4 separate regions of the Mus musculus genome follow, and all the other regions are linked to region 1. Evidence: chromatin contacts called from public HiChIP or PLAC-seq data. All regions are on one chromosome and are shown on one strand. Each heading gives the region's core, a stretch centred on a gene start, on an enhancer-like site or on the middle of the called end of the contact. The rest is flanking DNA. Distances are from core to core; before and after follow the strand shown. Region 1 holds the start of Wfikkn1 (WAP, FS, Ig, KU, and NTR-containing protein 1). Region 2 holds the start of Ilrun (inflammation and lipid regulator with UBA-like and NBR1-like domains). Region 3 holds the start of Amdhd2 (amidohydrolase domain containing 2). Region 4 holds the start of Noxo1 (NADPH oxidase organizer 1).

What was found. HiChIP or PLAC-seq counts read pairs in DNA pulled down with a chosen protein or histone mark.
Region 2: a contact with region 1 is called in an H3K4me3 HiChIP or PLAC-seq map of stem cell-derived neural progenitor cells, with 10 times the contacts expected there. The contact joins the promoter of Ilrun here to the promoter of Wfikkn1 in region 1. A contact is called at or near these places in 2 of 39 promoter capture datasets (liver and pre-B cells), 1 of 484 Hi-C or Micro-C datasets (B cells) and 1 of 115 datasets of contacts at active chromatin or transcription factors (stem cell-derived neural progenitor cells).
Region 3: an HNF4G HiChIP or PLAC-seq map of pancreatic cancer cells shows a contact between it and region 1. The contact joins the promoter of Amdhd2 here to the promoter of Wfikkn1 in region 1. A contact is called at or near these places in 2 of 39 promoter capture datasets (neutrophils and pre-B cells) and 2 of 115 datasets of contacts at active chromatin or transcription factors (large pre-B cells and pancreatic cancer cells).
Region 4: a contact with region 1 is called in a FOXA1 HiChIP or PLAC-seq map of pancreatic cancer cells. The contact joins the promoter of Noxo1 here to the promoter of Wfikkn1 in region 1. A contact is called at or near these places in 1 of 115 datasets of contacts at active chromatin or transcription factors (pancreatic cancer cells) and 1 of 9 other capture datasets (liver).

What each region holds. Positions count from the first base shown.
Region 1 is chr17:25,879,087-25,882,767 of GRCm38.p6, reverse strand. It overlaps Wfikkn1 (WAP, FS, Ig, KU, and NTR-containing protein 1), which reads left to right and starts at 1,910. Exons shown (of 2, transcript NM_001100454.1): 1 at 1,910-2,904; 2 at 3,600-3,681. The coding sequence starts at 2,725. It overlaps Rab40c (Rab40C, member RAS oncogene family), which reads left to right. Exons shown (of 7, transcript NM_139154.2): 7 at 1-654.
Region 2 is chr17:27,818,910-27,822,590 of GRCm38.p6, reverse strand. It overlaps Ilrun (inflammation and lipid regulator with UBA-like and NBR1-like domains), which reads left to right and starts at 2,049. Exons shown (of 5, transcript NM_001033279.3): 1 at 2,049-2,414. The coding sequence starts at 2,257.
Region 3 is chr17:24,162,082-24,165,762 of GRCm38.p6, reverse strand. It overlaps Amdhd2 (amidohydrolase domain containing 2), which reads left to right and starts at 2,030. Exons shown (of 11, transcript NM_172935.4): 1 at 2,030-2,181; 2 at 2,431-2,567; 3 at 2,648-2,787. The coding sequence starts at 2,099. Atp6v0c (ATPase, H+ transporting, lysosomal V0 subunit C) reads left to right here. Exons shown (of 3, transcript NM_009729.4): 2 at 881-1,064; 3 at 1,155-1,898. The coding sequence ends at 1,359.
Region 4 is chr17:24,694,458-24,698,138 of GRCm38.p6, reverse strand. Noxo1 (NADPH oxidase organizer 1) reads right to left here and starts at 1,905. Exons shown (of 9, transcript NM_001357836.1): 1 at 1,143-1,905. It overlaps Gfer (growth factor, augmenter of liver regeneration), which reads left to right and starts at 1,983. Exons shown (of 3, transcript NM_023040.3): 1 at 1,983-2,308; 2 at 2,689-2,885. The coding sequence starts at 2,072.

The DNA.
Region 1 (3,681 bases), core at 661-3,160:
ACTCTCTGGAACACCAAGCCCCTCCTTAGGGACTCACTGGCCTGAGCAACTTGTGAAGCCATGGACTGTTCCCCCACAATGCTCCTCCTCTCCCAGTCTGGGCTGGGCAGCCTTCTCCCCTGTGGGGATGCTGTCCCCAGTGGATGTCCTGTGTGACTGCTTCCCTGTCCTTGCCTGGTGACACAGCCCTCAGGCACGCTGGTGCTTAACTCTACCTCCTGCCCTCAGGGCCCTGGCCATAACAGGAGCCATGACCCCTGACTGGGGACCTCTAAGTGCACGTTTCCTAAGATCATCTTACCATGGATGTTACTAGGGCACTGGTAGACGCTGCGCCAGCCTGCTGTTCTGGGAGATTGAGTCAATGCCTGTAGGGAGGGACGGGGCTATGGTTGTGGGAACTGCCTGATAAGCAGCAGCCTGACCTGGGAGCCTGACCCAGAGGCTGGGTACAATCAAGCATCACCTTTCCCCACCAGTCCTGTTGCTGTTGACAGAGACCTTTTCTCTGGAATCGCGATAGAATGGTATAGACTTTGAGGACCTGGATTGGCCTGCGTGCACACCATCAACACTACACTTGCTGCTGTGGACTCCACTATTCCTGGTTCTTTGTTCTTACTTCTTTGTACAGTAAATGTACTTCAGCAGTGAGCTTGTGTCTGGCTTCATCTGACTGTGGTTTGTTGGGGGTGGTAAGGGGTGTCTGGCGGTGTGTTCTGCCACATGCTCCAGCATGGCTTTGTGCCTGACAGAATGATCCCAGGCTTTGTTAACTTTCCCCGCAGCTGACCCTGCTGACCTGCAGCCATCCATCCACTGGGTTCACATTCCCAGCCACAAAGTAGCCAGGCCTGGTTACAAGCCACACTGTTTCCGGAGGTCAGATCTTGGCCAGGTTAGACAGAGCCTTTACTCATACATAGCCCAGGGCACATAGCTTACCACAACATGAAGGATATCTGTGAGTGGGACCTGGCGTTGGTGCCTTTAGCAGGAAAGCATCTAGCAGGTCATGGCCTCTGCAGGCCATGCTCACCCAGGGTTCTAGCTCATACACTGGAAGGCAAATCCCACTGAGTGGGATTGGACAGTTCACTTTAGAGTGGCCTCTGGCTCAGGTGTCACCTGCATTTTTCCTTAGTTGCATTCTGAGCCTGTGGCCTGGCAATCCCTGCCCCCTCAACACCACAAGCTGCCTCAACGACGGCTCTTTTGTAAGGCAGCAGACACTGGCGCCTGGTAGCCATCTCTTGATCTCCTGACCAGACCAGGCTCTTATTACCCTGCCTCCTGGGTCAGGAGGTCAGACAGAGGGTCACACAGACTTTTTCCTTCCTGTCTCTGAGAAAACCACTCCCTGGGGACCTCTGGAGCCACAGAAAGGGTTTGGAAAAGCAGATTCCAGGCAGGGCCTTTGTCTTGCCACCAGCTTTGATCTCCCTCCCCTCCCCCACGGTAGTGAAGCCCCTAGTTCAGTTAAAGAATGGATGCTGGCCTTCATGGTGGATGGTTGGGGCAAGGCTTGAATGTACTTAGATCCTCCCTGAGCAACACCGAGGATGCTTGCTCTTTGATAGGTGCACTTGGCCATCCCAGAGAGCCCCATGTGTCTCAGCCTGTGTGTGACCAGCTGGCTGGCTTCTCTTTGCTCTTGTTTACACTATGTATCAGTCATTGCCATGAGACTGTCTATGGCCAGTGCACATGGGTCACCTGCTTCCACCCAGATAAGATGGCCTTTTTATTTATTTTGTACCTGCCTTGCCCATTTGAAGGAACTGAGTGGCACAGACCCTAGCTAGAAGCCAGGAGCCCAGTTTTAGAGAAACTGGTACATCTGGGAGGATGAATCCTGCCGAGTTGTGCCCTCAGCTGGTGAGATGCCAAGACCTTTTTTTTTTTTTTTCTTTTTGAGACAGTATGTTCTTATGTGGCCAAACGGGCCTGGAATTTGCTATGTAGCTATGGGCTGGCCTCAATCTGGATCCTCCTGTGTCCCGCCTACCCAGTGCTGGGGTTACAAGTGTGTACCACAGATGCCAAGTACCCTAGGGGTTTCTTACTCCATGCCAGTGGGAAAGGTGCCTTACCTATAGTTATGACAGGTGTGGCCCTTGGCTGCCTTTGGAGAAAATCTAGTCTAATAGCTGGGGCTGGACTGGGTCCCTATCCAACCTCACTGAATAGGACACTGAAGAGCAGAGGACAAAAGCCGAAATTTACCAGCCCTGCCCCTCCTCCCTGAATAGAGGGTGGGAGGGTCTTTAAGGAGACTTTGATCCCTGTTGGGCTCCAGCTTGTAGAGGGAGGGGCTCAGGTTACAGCATCCCCCTCCCTGATTGAGCTGGCCCTTCTCCGCCCCTTGGTGACCCTAGTGGTCAGTTGCTCTGGGCTTCAGGGCCTCTGGCCCCTCCCCAGCCCTTCCTCTTCTTCTATTCCCAGTCCTATGCTGACCAGAGCCTGGGAGCCACCCACAGTGGTTGGGAGAGGGCCAGCCAGTATTTTGTGGACAGGTTCTGAGAGGCCCCAGAATAACTATTCAGGGTTCAGAGAAGAGCAGCATCACCTGTGAGCTCAAGCCTTGCGGGGTCCAAGAGTCCCAGGAGAGGGTCCTTTGAGGTAGGGGGTAGTGATCCTGGGCCCAGGACCCTATAGGGTGGATGCCTATAGGGAGTCTCAGCTGGTGGCCACACACTCCCACTCCCTGGCCCTGTGGTCCCCATGCCTGCCCCACAGCCATTCCTGCCTCTGCTCTTTGTCTTCGTGCTCATCCATCTGACCTCGGAGACCAACCTGCTGCCAGATCCCGGAAGCCATCCTGGCATGTGCCCCAACGAGCTCAGCCCCCACCTGTGGGTCGACGCCCAGAGCACCTGTGAGCGTGAGTGTACCGGGGACCAGGTGAGCACTGGCATTTCATGGGATCCTGGGCCCCACCCTAGTTCTTTCCTCAGTGGGGGGAGTAGACCCCAACCCTAGGAGTCTGCTTCCTCCAGGGTTCCTCCACACTCAATTTACCTGGATTTGTGGCCATGACCTGTATGTACATGGGGCTCAAAGGATACCCCTACCTTTTTGTCCTCTGAAGAACAAGAACATCTCCAATTCCCGGACTGACTGCAACCTCACCAATCCTGTCTCTCACGTGCCTGAGCACCACTTTTTTTCTTAAGTCATGTGGGCCCAGGCCTCTGACCTACCCCTGCAAATGGCATCATCACCTTCCCAGCCCTGGCCTGTCTGTAGTCCTTTCCTCATATCCCAGACTGGGAAGGGGACAAAGAGCTCCCAAGGTGGTGCGCCCTCTGATGGCAGAGCATTTGCCTGCACACTGTTCCACCTACTCAGTAGGAATGCTAATGAGAGTTGCACAGGGGCCTTGAGGATTCAGCGGGGTTGACTAAGGTGACTGGGGTTGACTAAGGTGACTGTGTGACCTTAGTACTCCTACTGTTCAAAATGCACAGCCACAGTTTTTCACAGGGGAGGAAGCTTTGAAAAAGGCAGCTACCTCTCCCAGGATAGAGAGGCAGAGTAGTGCATAGGCAAGGCTGGGTAGGGGGTCAGGGCTCCACTAAACTGTCCCTGTCCCTCAGGACTGTGCGGCATCCGAGAAGTGCTGCACCAATGTGTGTGGGCTGCAGAGCTGCGTGGCTGCCCGCTTTCCCAGTGGTGGCC
Region 2 (3,681 bases), core at 800-3,299, 1.9 Mb before region 1:
CCAGGGTGTGAGGCCAGACCTGGTGACTGCCGTTCTCTCTCATGTCACCTCCCACTCCTCTGAGGCAGGGTCTCTCTCTAATCCTGGAGCTTGAGTTTGCTCAGCTTTTGCTTTCTTTATTGAGATAAAGTCTTATGCTATTCAAACTGTCTTCAAACTCATTCTGAAGCCAGATTGGCCTTGAACAGATAGCAATGCCCCGACCTCAGTCCCCTATATCGATTCCCAGTACTGGGATTACAGATGACGGAATCTACCCTGTCTGGGATTACTGATGGAAGCCACCCTGTCTGGCTCTTATGATTTGTTTTGTTTGAGACAGTCTCGAGTCACCAGGGCTGGTGGAGGCTGGCCTCAATTCCTTATTCTCCAGCCTTTGCCTCCCAAGTGCTGAGATCACAGGTGTGTCACCATATGAGGCTGTCTTTTGGCTTTTTTGTAGCCAAGGCTCACTTTGACCTCACTAAGCAGTTAAGGGTGGCCTTCCATCCTGATCCTCGGCCTCCTCATGTGGGGATTACAGGCATGTGATATGAAGCTAACCTGGTAGTTTATGTCCTAAGAAACCATGACTAAGGAGAAGAGAGTGTCTGAAGCACTGCCAACGGTAGGAATACACAAACTGTCACACTGATAACCCTGAGCTCTGGTCCTCATGATCTCACAGCTGCTGTTCATGAGATAGACACAATTCAAACACATCCGTAAACATATTTTGTCAATCTTTAATCAGGTTGAACTGTTGAGCAAACTATCAGCAATAACTGCATTTGCTCAAGGTTCTGCTCTGAAATTTGGATATGATAACAATCACCAGGCGATTTTGAGCCTCCTCCCAGGCCCACTGACTTCAGTTGAGTCTCTTTTCAGAAGTAGTTGTGACAGTAGTTATCCCAGCAAGTAGGGGTAGGAGGATGAGATCAAAGGCAACTCCAGGAAGAAAGCCCGCCTCTGCCTCTTGAGTGCTGGGGTGGTTTATTTTTTAAAGGCAGGGTCTAGAGTATCTCTGGCTGGCATCAAACACACAGAAATTTGCCTGCCTCCCCAGTGCCGCCACCCTTGGCTGTCAGCCAGGCCTTATATGCAAGAGCGAAGTATCTCTGCTCTCAGGAACCCAGGTCTTCATACCTTCGGGGAAACAGCTTAAGCCAAGTCCCCAGTTGCCCAGTTTCTTACCCACCCCCATCCCTGTACCTAGTCATATCTAACAGGTGACACTGAGAAAATACTTGGTGACAGAACGGGCAGATGAGTCTCTCCACAGCTGAGCTTCTTAATCCTTCAGCTTCAAATGGAGCCTCACATTAGTAGATACACTGGATACTGTCTACAGTCATTTTTTTGGTCGTGGATTTTAGAGACAGAACAAGATTTGCTAAATTCTAGGGTATTGACCTTTCTTTGCAGAGGATCGGTTCCTCTGACCTGTAACTGGTGCTTGCATTAGGCTGCCTTTATTTTCTGGAAACGTAATGCTAAGGTTGCATAGTAACATAGGCAGTCATGAGAAACTCAGGTCAGAATCCAGAGACTAAGCGTGCACCGCCGCGACCTTGGGAAAATGTCTGTTTGAATACTAAGTCCCCTGAGAGCGGAGCAGCAAGAGTCCGCTCTGTGCTGCCCTTTGCCCTTTGCCCCAGTCCCAGCCTCTGTTCCTGTGGCGACTTCGGGTTCCCAGCCTGAGCATGGGTGGGGTCGCTCGTCTCCGAAGCACCTCTCAGACTCGTGACTCCTCCCACGCAGTGTGGGGACTCAGGCGAGGACAGAGACCCGCCCAGTATCCGCTCTTTCCGGCTTCCCGTTTCCTGCCCCCTCCGCTCTGTCGCGGTGAGGTCACGCGAGAGACGTCACCGAGTTATGACGTCACTGAAGGCGGGCTTTCGGGAGAGGAAGGGGCGGGGTCCGAGCGGCCCCGCGCGTGCGCGTTGGGCGCGGCCCGGGAGGAGGCGGAGGCGGCGGTGCTGCGAACCGCGGCGGCAGCAGCGGCGGCGGCGGAGGCGGGCGCTGGGGGGGGTGGGAGGGGGGGGAGCGCGAGCCCCAGAGCCAGCGAGAGAGGAGCGAGCGGTGCGGTGCGGCGCGGCTCGGCGCGGCGCGCGCAGCCCATGAGGCGGTGAGAGGCCTGGGGCCTGTCTCGGAGCAGTGCGCGCGGCGCCGGCCAGCAGCGGGCCGCCCTTCGTGGGCTCGGGCCCGGGCGCGGCGGCCGCCCGTGGAGAAGCAGGTCGGGGCGGTGGAAGCTGTGCGTCCGGGCCCCCCGCCATGGAGGGCATGGACGTGGACTTGGATCCGGAGCTCATGCAGAAGTTCAGCTGCCTGGGCACCACAGACAAGGACGTGCTCATCTCCGAGTTCCAGCGGCTACTCGGCTTCCAGCTCAACCCGGCCGGCTGCGCCTTCTTCCTGGACATGACCAACTGGTGAGTCCGCCCCACGCGGAGCCAATCCTGCTGGCAGCGGCCTCGCGGCCCCGAGGGCAAAAACACCGGAGCCCGCTCGTGGAGTACTCCCGGGCAGGGCAGGGCCCAGGCCGGGAGGTGGCAGGGAGTCAGAGCCCGAAGAACATGGGAAGAGGGGAGAAGTGGTGAGGTGGAAGCCAGGGGAGTCGATCTGGGGCGAAAAGCGTGTGTTCTGGGAGTAGAAAGCACAGGAAACGAGAGTTGCGAAGTGTTTTCCTTTTAAATAGGTGCGAAGTGTAGGAGCTGAGGATGACAGAACGGTGTGGAAACTCGAGGGAGTGTGTTAGGTGCTGAGGTCGAACTCTGGGCGCGGGAGAGGTCTCGGAGCTGAGAATAGATCTTGTGTCTCTTTGAGGAGATAAGGGCGAAAACGACTTTTGCGGCGGAGGGAACACAAATTATAATCAACTGAGTATGGTGAGAAAGGAAGAGTTGTGCCAGGGAGAAGTGACATCTAATGGAGGCGCCGGAGCGCCAGGCCTGCGACGAGGACTGGGAAAAGTCTTCAGAAAGTGGAGGGAAGCTGATCTTGGAGGCAGGAACTTTGTGAAGACACTGGCGTGCTGGGCAGAGGCTTGGCCTTGGGAACTTTGACGAGCTTACTGATTGGATGGGCTTAGTTGACAGAAAACTGAGAAATGTATAGGTTGGGGGCCAGGGGTTCTGGCTTGTAGTTGGGTTGTACAGGCTGAAGTGGAGCTGTCTCCAGGCACCGACGTGTGTCTTGGTTCTTAGAGCAGCACTTGCTGTTTTTGATAAGCAAGAATACTTTCTCTTGGTCTCCAAGTAGGGATTGTTAAGTTCACTCGGGAATTTAACCATTAGACTGGAGACCATTAGACGGCCTTTGAAAGGCTCTCAGGTGAAGCAACTAATCGGGATTTGAGCAAAAAGCAAGGGGGTGCATGCCCTTTGCCCCGTGTTGAGCGTTCAGTGCCCTGACGTGTGGAATCTTGTTTCTCTTGGCATCCCTTGAACAAACTCCCATTATTTCCATGTCCACCCAGTGCCTCGAGCAATGTCTGAAAAGAGGTTGTAAGCTTAGATTTTTATCCTACTCCTGCCTAGTGCTCCCCCACCCCACTCCAAAGATGCTTATCTGTGATGAGAACCAGAGGTGAAGTGTTTTCACTATTGGTCTTAAAAAAAAAATGACAAGAATGGGGCTGATATTTTAGTGTCTGGTAAACTGGGAGGCATTGAGGCACAGCCTTTTAGAGTTAAACAA
Region 3 (3,681 bases), core at 781-3,280, 1.7 Mb after region 1:
GGTCACTGTCTTCTTGCTGTTCCTGAGCTCTGAGAAGGCAGAGGTCTCTGACTCTTTCCCTACTCAGTGATGGGCACACAGTAGACATCTTGTGGTTCCGTGAGATCCATAAGTCATATAGAGGAGGGGCTGGAGCTGTTCATGTCTCTTTTACCTCTGGCCCATGTTGTTTTCTGTGTATTGGGTTATGCACAACTTCCCCCACAATGGCCATGGGTGCCCTGGGCAAAGATTTTGGAGGCTCCAGTGTCAGCCATATTAGTAGCTCAATATTTCTTATAGGGTCTGAGGACAAGTGGCAGAAATGAGAAGAATTGGAGTTCAAGACCTGAAGATAGGAGAGGGAAACAAAGTCCGGAAGGGTAGCAGTCTCTCTTGGAGAGGTTGAAGTGGGGGGGCAGTACCAGAAGAAACAGATATAACTCTGTTGTCCTGTCTGGGAAGGCTTGAAGGCCCCACTGTAGGCAGACTCTAGGCAGGAACTGATTGACACTGGAGTGGCCTCTGGGCAGCTGACATGTAGCTCTTATGCTGGAAGTGCCTGGAGCTTAGGGTGTGGGACAGGGATTGCCAGAGTCTCGAGCAAGGCTCTCCTTGGCCCAGCCGCCTCTTCCACGTGACTATGTTGCCAGAGATCACAAGCTAGGGAAGGGGAGTGCTAGGGAACAAAGTCTGGTTTCACAGCAAACGAGCCCCCATGACCACAGGAAGAACTGCAGGCGGAAGTAGAGCAGGAGGTTGGAGGTATGGCTCTGCTAGTGGGAAGAGAAGTGGCTGCTGCTCTTGCTTGGCTGCCCGCCTCAGTTCTTGTAATGGGTGGGAACCTGGGGAGCAGAATGGAAAAAGCTGCTCTGGGCTCACTTACTCTCTCCTCCCACAGCCATGGGAGCCGCCTATGGCACAGCCAAGAGTGGCACTGGCATCGCAGCCATGTCAGTCATGAGGCCAGAGCTGATCATGAAGTCCATCATCCCAGTGGTTATGGCTGGGATCATCGCCATCTACGGCCTGGTGGTGGCAGTACTTATCGCTAACTCCCTGACTGATGGCATCACCCTCTACAGGTGAGTGCTGGGCCTTTCCTCCCAGGTGAAGTGCTTCATTGTCCTGTGGACAGGCAGATTGCTGACAACCTGTGTCTCTTCTCTCCCCAGGAGTTTTCTTCAACTGGGTGCTGGCCTGAGTGTGGGGCTGAGTGGCCTGGCTGCTGGCTTTGCCATTGGCATCGTCGGAGATGCTGGTGTTCGGGGCACTGCCCAGCAGCCTCGACTGTTCGTGGGCATGATCCTGATCCTCATCTTTGCGGAGGTGCTTGGCCTCTACGGTCTCATCGTGGCCCTAATCCTCTCCACAAAGTAGTCCTTTTCCACCATCAGTCACAGGATAGGATGTAAAGATCACCCCTCCTCATTCCAGAACGAACAGCCTGACACATGCACGGGCAGCTGCCCCTCAGTAGTTGGTCTTGTAAATGTGCAGTGTCCTAGTGCCCATTGTCTGTCGCCCCCGCCTTGCCCCTACTGCACCGTGCTGTGGACATACGGGCCCACTCATCTCCCACCCAGGCCCCTGACCAGTGACGAAGTCAGCCTCTGGTTACCCCACCCATCGCCCTAGAGTGCTCCTGTGTATAAGAATGAACTAGAGTTGTCATTTTTCTCTTCACTGGATGTTTATTTATAAAAGATTTGACCTATTCATGCGTCTGTGGAGCAGCTCCTGTCTCCCAACTATATAGTAATCATTAGTAGACTGTTGCCTTGTGGGGTTCCTGTTGCTGAGACTCCTTGGATGGAGCCACCCTTCCCCCTGCCCTGAACAGCCAGGGTGGAGGATAGAGTGCTACTGCTCCTCAGAGCTGGCTCCCAGCTGTGTCCAATAAAAGTTCTCGGATGTGACTGGCTTGTGTTCTGGCGCTTCTGTGGGCGGGCCTGGCAGGGTTTGTCATCATGTGGTCGCCACCACGTGAGCACCGCGGCCACGTGACAGCCCCTTCAGCTGAGAGTCACGTGATGCGACCTGGCCCCGCTTCCGATTACGGCTGCTCCGGGCTCTGCCGGCTTGCGCCCAAAGCTTGCTGGGTTCGGCGCGACTCACGATGCGTAGCGGGCAGTGCGCAGCGGGGGCCCCGGTGCTCCAGTTCACCAACTGCCGCATCCTGCGTGGCGGCACGCTCCTCAGGTCTGGGCTGCATGGTGCAGGCTTAGGCTGGGTATAGAGCTGATGATACGCCAGTGCGGGGTGCAGAGATGGGGATAGTGTAGGGCATAAGCCCTGAAAGGGGCAGGAATGTGGAGGGCGGGACTATCGTGGGTGTGTGGCCGGGACCAAGAAGAATAGTGGGTGCAGGGACAAGCTGGGTGCGAGATAGAACTAGGGTTTGGTTCCAGGGCCTGGTGGTGATCCAAGTGCCTACTACTCTGCCCTCAGGGAGGATCTGTGGGTGCGCGGGGGCCGAATCCTGGACCCAGAAAAGCTGTTTTTTGAGGAGAGGCGTGTGGCTGATGAGCAGCGGGACTGCGGAGGCCGCATCCTGGCGCCTGGCTTTATCGATGTGCAGATCAACGGTGCGGCCTGGCTCGGGCCAGGGAACCCAGGGCAGGAGCTCCGAGCACTGTGCTACCCCCCTTGTTTTCTGTGGCCACAGGTGGATTTGGTGTTGACTTCTCCAAGGCTACGGAGGACGTGGGTTCGGGGGTCGCCCTAGTGGCCCGGAGGCTCCTGTCCCACGGTGTCACCTCCTTCTGTCCCACCCTGGTCACCTCCCCACCAGAGGTTTATCACAAGGTGAGATGAGGCCGTTCTACCCCTGAGCAAAGGGGCCCTCAGGAAAGGACCACTTCCTTCACCCGAATCTGGGCTTCCTGGACTTGGGTCCGAGGGGGATCCGCCTCACTTTCAGTTGGGTTCTGCCTGGTCTCTGCAACTGCCAGTGCGGTTGTCCTCACGTTTCCTGCCCCGGTTCTCATCTGCCACGCCCTCCCAACGCCCTGTAGGCAGCCTCTGGGTCTCCTGAACTAAGGTCGCCTGGAATTCTGCCACAGCCATTGTCTCTTGTCTAGCTCTTCCTCCCTAACCTGCTTATGCTGTGTGACTCACATGAAAAAGCCTTTCAGAAAGAGCTGCTGTTGCTGTGGACTGGCTTCTGTCCTCACCCTTCCACCTTCTATCTTAGCAGGAGGTCTGTTGTCTTGTTCCAAATTTCATGTAAGGTTCTCCCACAGTTTTCCCGGTTTTTGTTTGTTTGTTTGTTTTTTCGAGACAGGGTTTCTCTGTATAGACCTTGCTGTCCTGGAACTCACTTTGTAGACCAGGCTGGCCTCAAACTCAGAAATCTGCCTGCCTCTGCCTCCCGAGTGCTGGGATTAAAGGCGTGTGCCACCACGCCAGGCTAGTTTTCCCAGTTTTAAGGAAGCTTGTTTAGGTTGCTGTCTTCATGTGTTCTCTGCGGGTTTATCCCTTAGACCTGAACTCTTGCTTTAAAAACGTGGTATTCTCTTATGCAACACAGTTGACGAATTTAGTAAATGAATGCTGTTATCCATACTCGAATGGATTTTCTCTGTTCCTGTTGTCAATCGCCGCAGCCAGTTTTTCTTCCAGGACAGGATCAGGGAGTGTGTGGTTGCCCGTGGCTTCCTTTCTGGTTGTGTAGACACAGAAGCAGAGGAGGGAACTGTG
Region 4 (3,681 bases), core at 656-3,155, 1.2 Mb after region 1:
AGGCCCTTTGTACAAGACTGTTCTCAAACAGAACCACCTGGGGCTCCTCTCCTTCCTTAGTCAGGGGAAGAAAAACTGTAGGGAGTTCCACCACCAAAGCACCTGCCGCCTCAACTTCACCTGCCCCCTCTGCCTCTTCATCCTGCTGTGACCTCCTCCAGGGTGTGCCTAACAGCTTGCTCTTTGAATCCACCCTGGGCTACAGTACAGTATGTTACAGACACAGACAACCTTGAGTCAACTACTGGGTCCTTTTTTGGTTGCTTTGGTTTGGTTTGGTTTTGGTTGGTTGTTTTTGTCTTGTTTTGCTTTGAGATAGGGTTTTGCCAAAGTTGGGAATATTACTGTCTTAGGCTCCCGAGTAGCTAGGTCATAAAGCCAATCTCCTTACTTAGCTAAGTCTTGGCATTACCTTTAATAACTTTCTGGCTTTTTTTCAGAAATGTTGGAAGTCAGAAGACAGAAGCTGGAAAAGTGAGGAATTGTGAGCCCCTCTTACCACTCAGTTGACAGCCCCTGTCTACCCCTCCCAACCTTAGATGCTCTTCACTCTATCTAGCCACTGCCTCTCTCAGATGCACACAGAGGAGCCCCCAACTCTGGGTTCCTCCCTGTCTCTTTAAAAAAATCTGTTCTCAGTGGGGTAGCACATGCCTTTAATCCCAGCATTTGGGTGGCAGAGGCAGGTAGATTTCTGAGATCAAGGCCAGCCTGGTCTACAAAGAGAGTCCAGGACAGTCAAGACTGGTTACACTAAGAAACCCTGTCTTGAAATACACACACACACACACACACAAAATCCACTGTCCCAAATTGCCCAACATCTCTGTTTTTAGGGAAAAAAATGCCAGTTGCTACCATGGTCATAAGTAGGCCTTGCCGGACTCTGGATTCTGCCTCTATCTCCTCTACCTTCCCTAGACCCTGCCCCCAGCGTCACTGGTGTTTCTGTAAAATGTCAAGCATTTGAGCTGATTTCTTATCCCAAAGGCCTGTGCCTAAGGGTCTCCTCACCCCCTGCACAGCTTTCATCAGTTTTGTAAATATGATTCTGGTGTACTGGGTTTTCCGCATTTGCATCACTGGTTAAAGGCTAAAGAGGGAGGCTTGTTCCTTGTTCTGCTCAGTGGAGGAAACAGCACCTGGAGAGAGCAGCCACTCTACAAATATTTGCAGAAAGAGTAAATGAACACATGGAGGCAGCGGAAGGAATTCTTCCTGTGATGGCACAGGCGTTTAAGTCAAACACTTGAAGAGGTGGTGTGGTGGCAAAAAGATTCAAGAATTCAACATCATCTTCACTCAGCTACATACAGAGTTCAAAGTTAGTCCAAGTTACATGAGACCCTGTCTCCAAAAGAAAAAAAAAAAGGAAGAAATTCCTGAGGCTGCTATTAAAATAGGCATAATAATCTTTTATCCAAGCTAGAGGATGAGGACACGCCCTCTCTCAAGGTTGCGCAGTGGGGGACAGTTACTAGGGCACAGGTAGCCTCTGGCAATAAGTACTGTCTGGTCTCTGTGAGGCCACGCCCCGTCGCGCGTTGCTAAGGCACCGAGAAGCGTGTAGGTGGGCACGTCGTAAGGCAGGAAGACCCCAAATTTTGCCGCCCTTAGGTGTCTGAGCCAAGCGATGGGGGTGATGCGAGAAGCATCTCGGAACTCATCTCAGTCCAAGATCTCAGCACAGCCGCAGCGCGCCTTCCACGACACACTTCACATCTGCCGGAGGAAGCCTGAACCCCACCATGGACCACGCACGCCGGGCTCGCGGCGGGTCACCAGGCGCAAGAGTACCCGCAGAGCCGGAGCCGCAGCCGCCAGTGCCGCCTCGGCCTGGGCCTCCGGCGCCGCCTCCTCCCGCCCCGAGGCCTCCTACGCCTCCGCGACCCGGGCCGCCGCCTCGGCCCCCAGCCCCGCCCCGCCGCCAGGCCCCGCCTCCTGCCCCGGCCTGAGCCCAGCCCCGGGCTGCGGTTCCCGCTCCTGCCGCCGCGCGCCGGCGGTGGCGTGCACGCTCCTCCGAACTGTCGCCGGCACGCCCTCTTGGCCCCGCTGCCCGCACGCCAGCAAGATGGCGGCGCCCAGCGAGCCGGCGGGCTTCCCTCGCGGCAGTCGCTTCTCCTTCCTGCCGGGCGGCGCGCGCTCCGAGATGACCGACGACCTGGTGACTGACGCGCGGGGCCGCGGCGCAAGGCATAGAGACGACACCACCCCTGCCGCGGCCCCGGCGCCGCAAGGTTTGGAGCACGGGAAGCGACCGTGCCGGGCCTGCGTGGACTTCAAGTCGTGGATGCGGACCCAGCAGAAGGTGCAGATGCCCCGCTTGGCCGCCCGGTCCCGGTCCCCCACACACCTGGTTTCCAGGTTCCCGTTCGGCTACCGCACGGCCCAAACCCTCAGGGTTGGCTATGCCTAAACATGTTTACCCCTCACCCACACACACCGTTAGGCTCAAACTTTTGCGCTTTCAGCCACTGGCTAGTCAGATCGAGTTAGTAGGCTGTCAACTGAAAAAGGGAGCGTTCTTGTTTCCTTTATTATTATTATTATGATTATTATTAGTGATAATGGGAATTCGAACCGAAGGCCTCTGGCGTACAACGCAAGCAGTCTGCCACTGGGTTGGAATTTTATGGGCTTTCTGGTTGGGTAAGAGTGAATTGACCTTTAGTCGGCCTACTTCTGCAGCGGGACATCAAGTTTAGGGAGGACTGTCCACAGGATCGGGAAGAATTGGGTCGCCACACCTGGGCTTTCCTCCATACGCTGGCCGCCTATTACCCGGACAGGCCCACGCCAGAACAACAACAGGATATGGCCCAGTTCATACATATATTTTCCAAGTTTTACCCCTGCGAGGAATGTGCGGAAGACATAAGGAAGAGGTAAGTTGTGGCTATACCTCTTGTCAGTAAGGTCCCTAGAGCGGGCCTAGCTGATGCCGGGCGGTGGTGGCGCACGCCGTTAATCCCAGCACTTGGCAAGCAGTGGCAGGTGGTTTTCTGAGTTCGAGGCCAGCCTGCTCTACAGAGTGAGTTCCAGGACAGCCAGGGCTACACAGAGAAACCCTGTCTCAAAGAAACACAAAAAAAGGGGGGGGGGCATAGCTGATGTCATAGAGAGGGGCCTAGAACAGTAGATTCAGAAGTGACAGGTTCCTAGGAGAGGGGACACCAAAAGGGATGTTGGGGTTTGGGGGCCTTCTCCTTCCTCAAAAGCCCAGTCCTTATAGCTCTTCCTTATGGGGCTCAAGCCAATCTCTCAGCTTAGTTACCAGCTTTAAAAACTGGACTGAAGGGAGGCAGAGGCAGGCGGATTTCAGAGTTCGAGGCCAGCCTGGTCTACAAAGTGAGTTCCAGGATAGCCAGGGCTACACAGAGAAACCCTGTCTCGAAAAACCAAAAAAAAAAAAAAAAAAACTGGACTGAAGTAAACATCCCTCACTCTCAGTGGCCTAACCTAGGTTGCACTTGCTATTTGAAGCAGTTAGGAGTGAGGGGAGCTCTAGCTGCATTGTGCCCCTGGTGCTGAGAAACAGTCCTTTGTGCCAGGCCCTACCTAGAAACTCTAGATTCAGGCCCCCCCCATCCCCCTACAGGAAGATAGGTCATAGCAGTGCCCCAACTCCCGTCTCCAGACACTGGCAGAGACAGAGGGGCCGGGATCTCCTTACATCCTTCT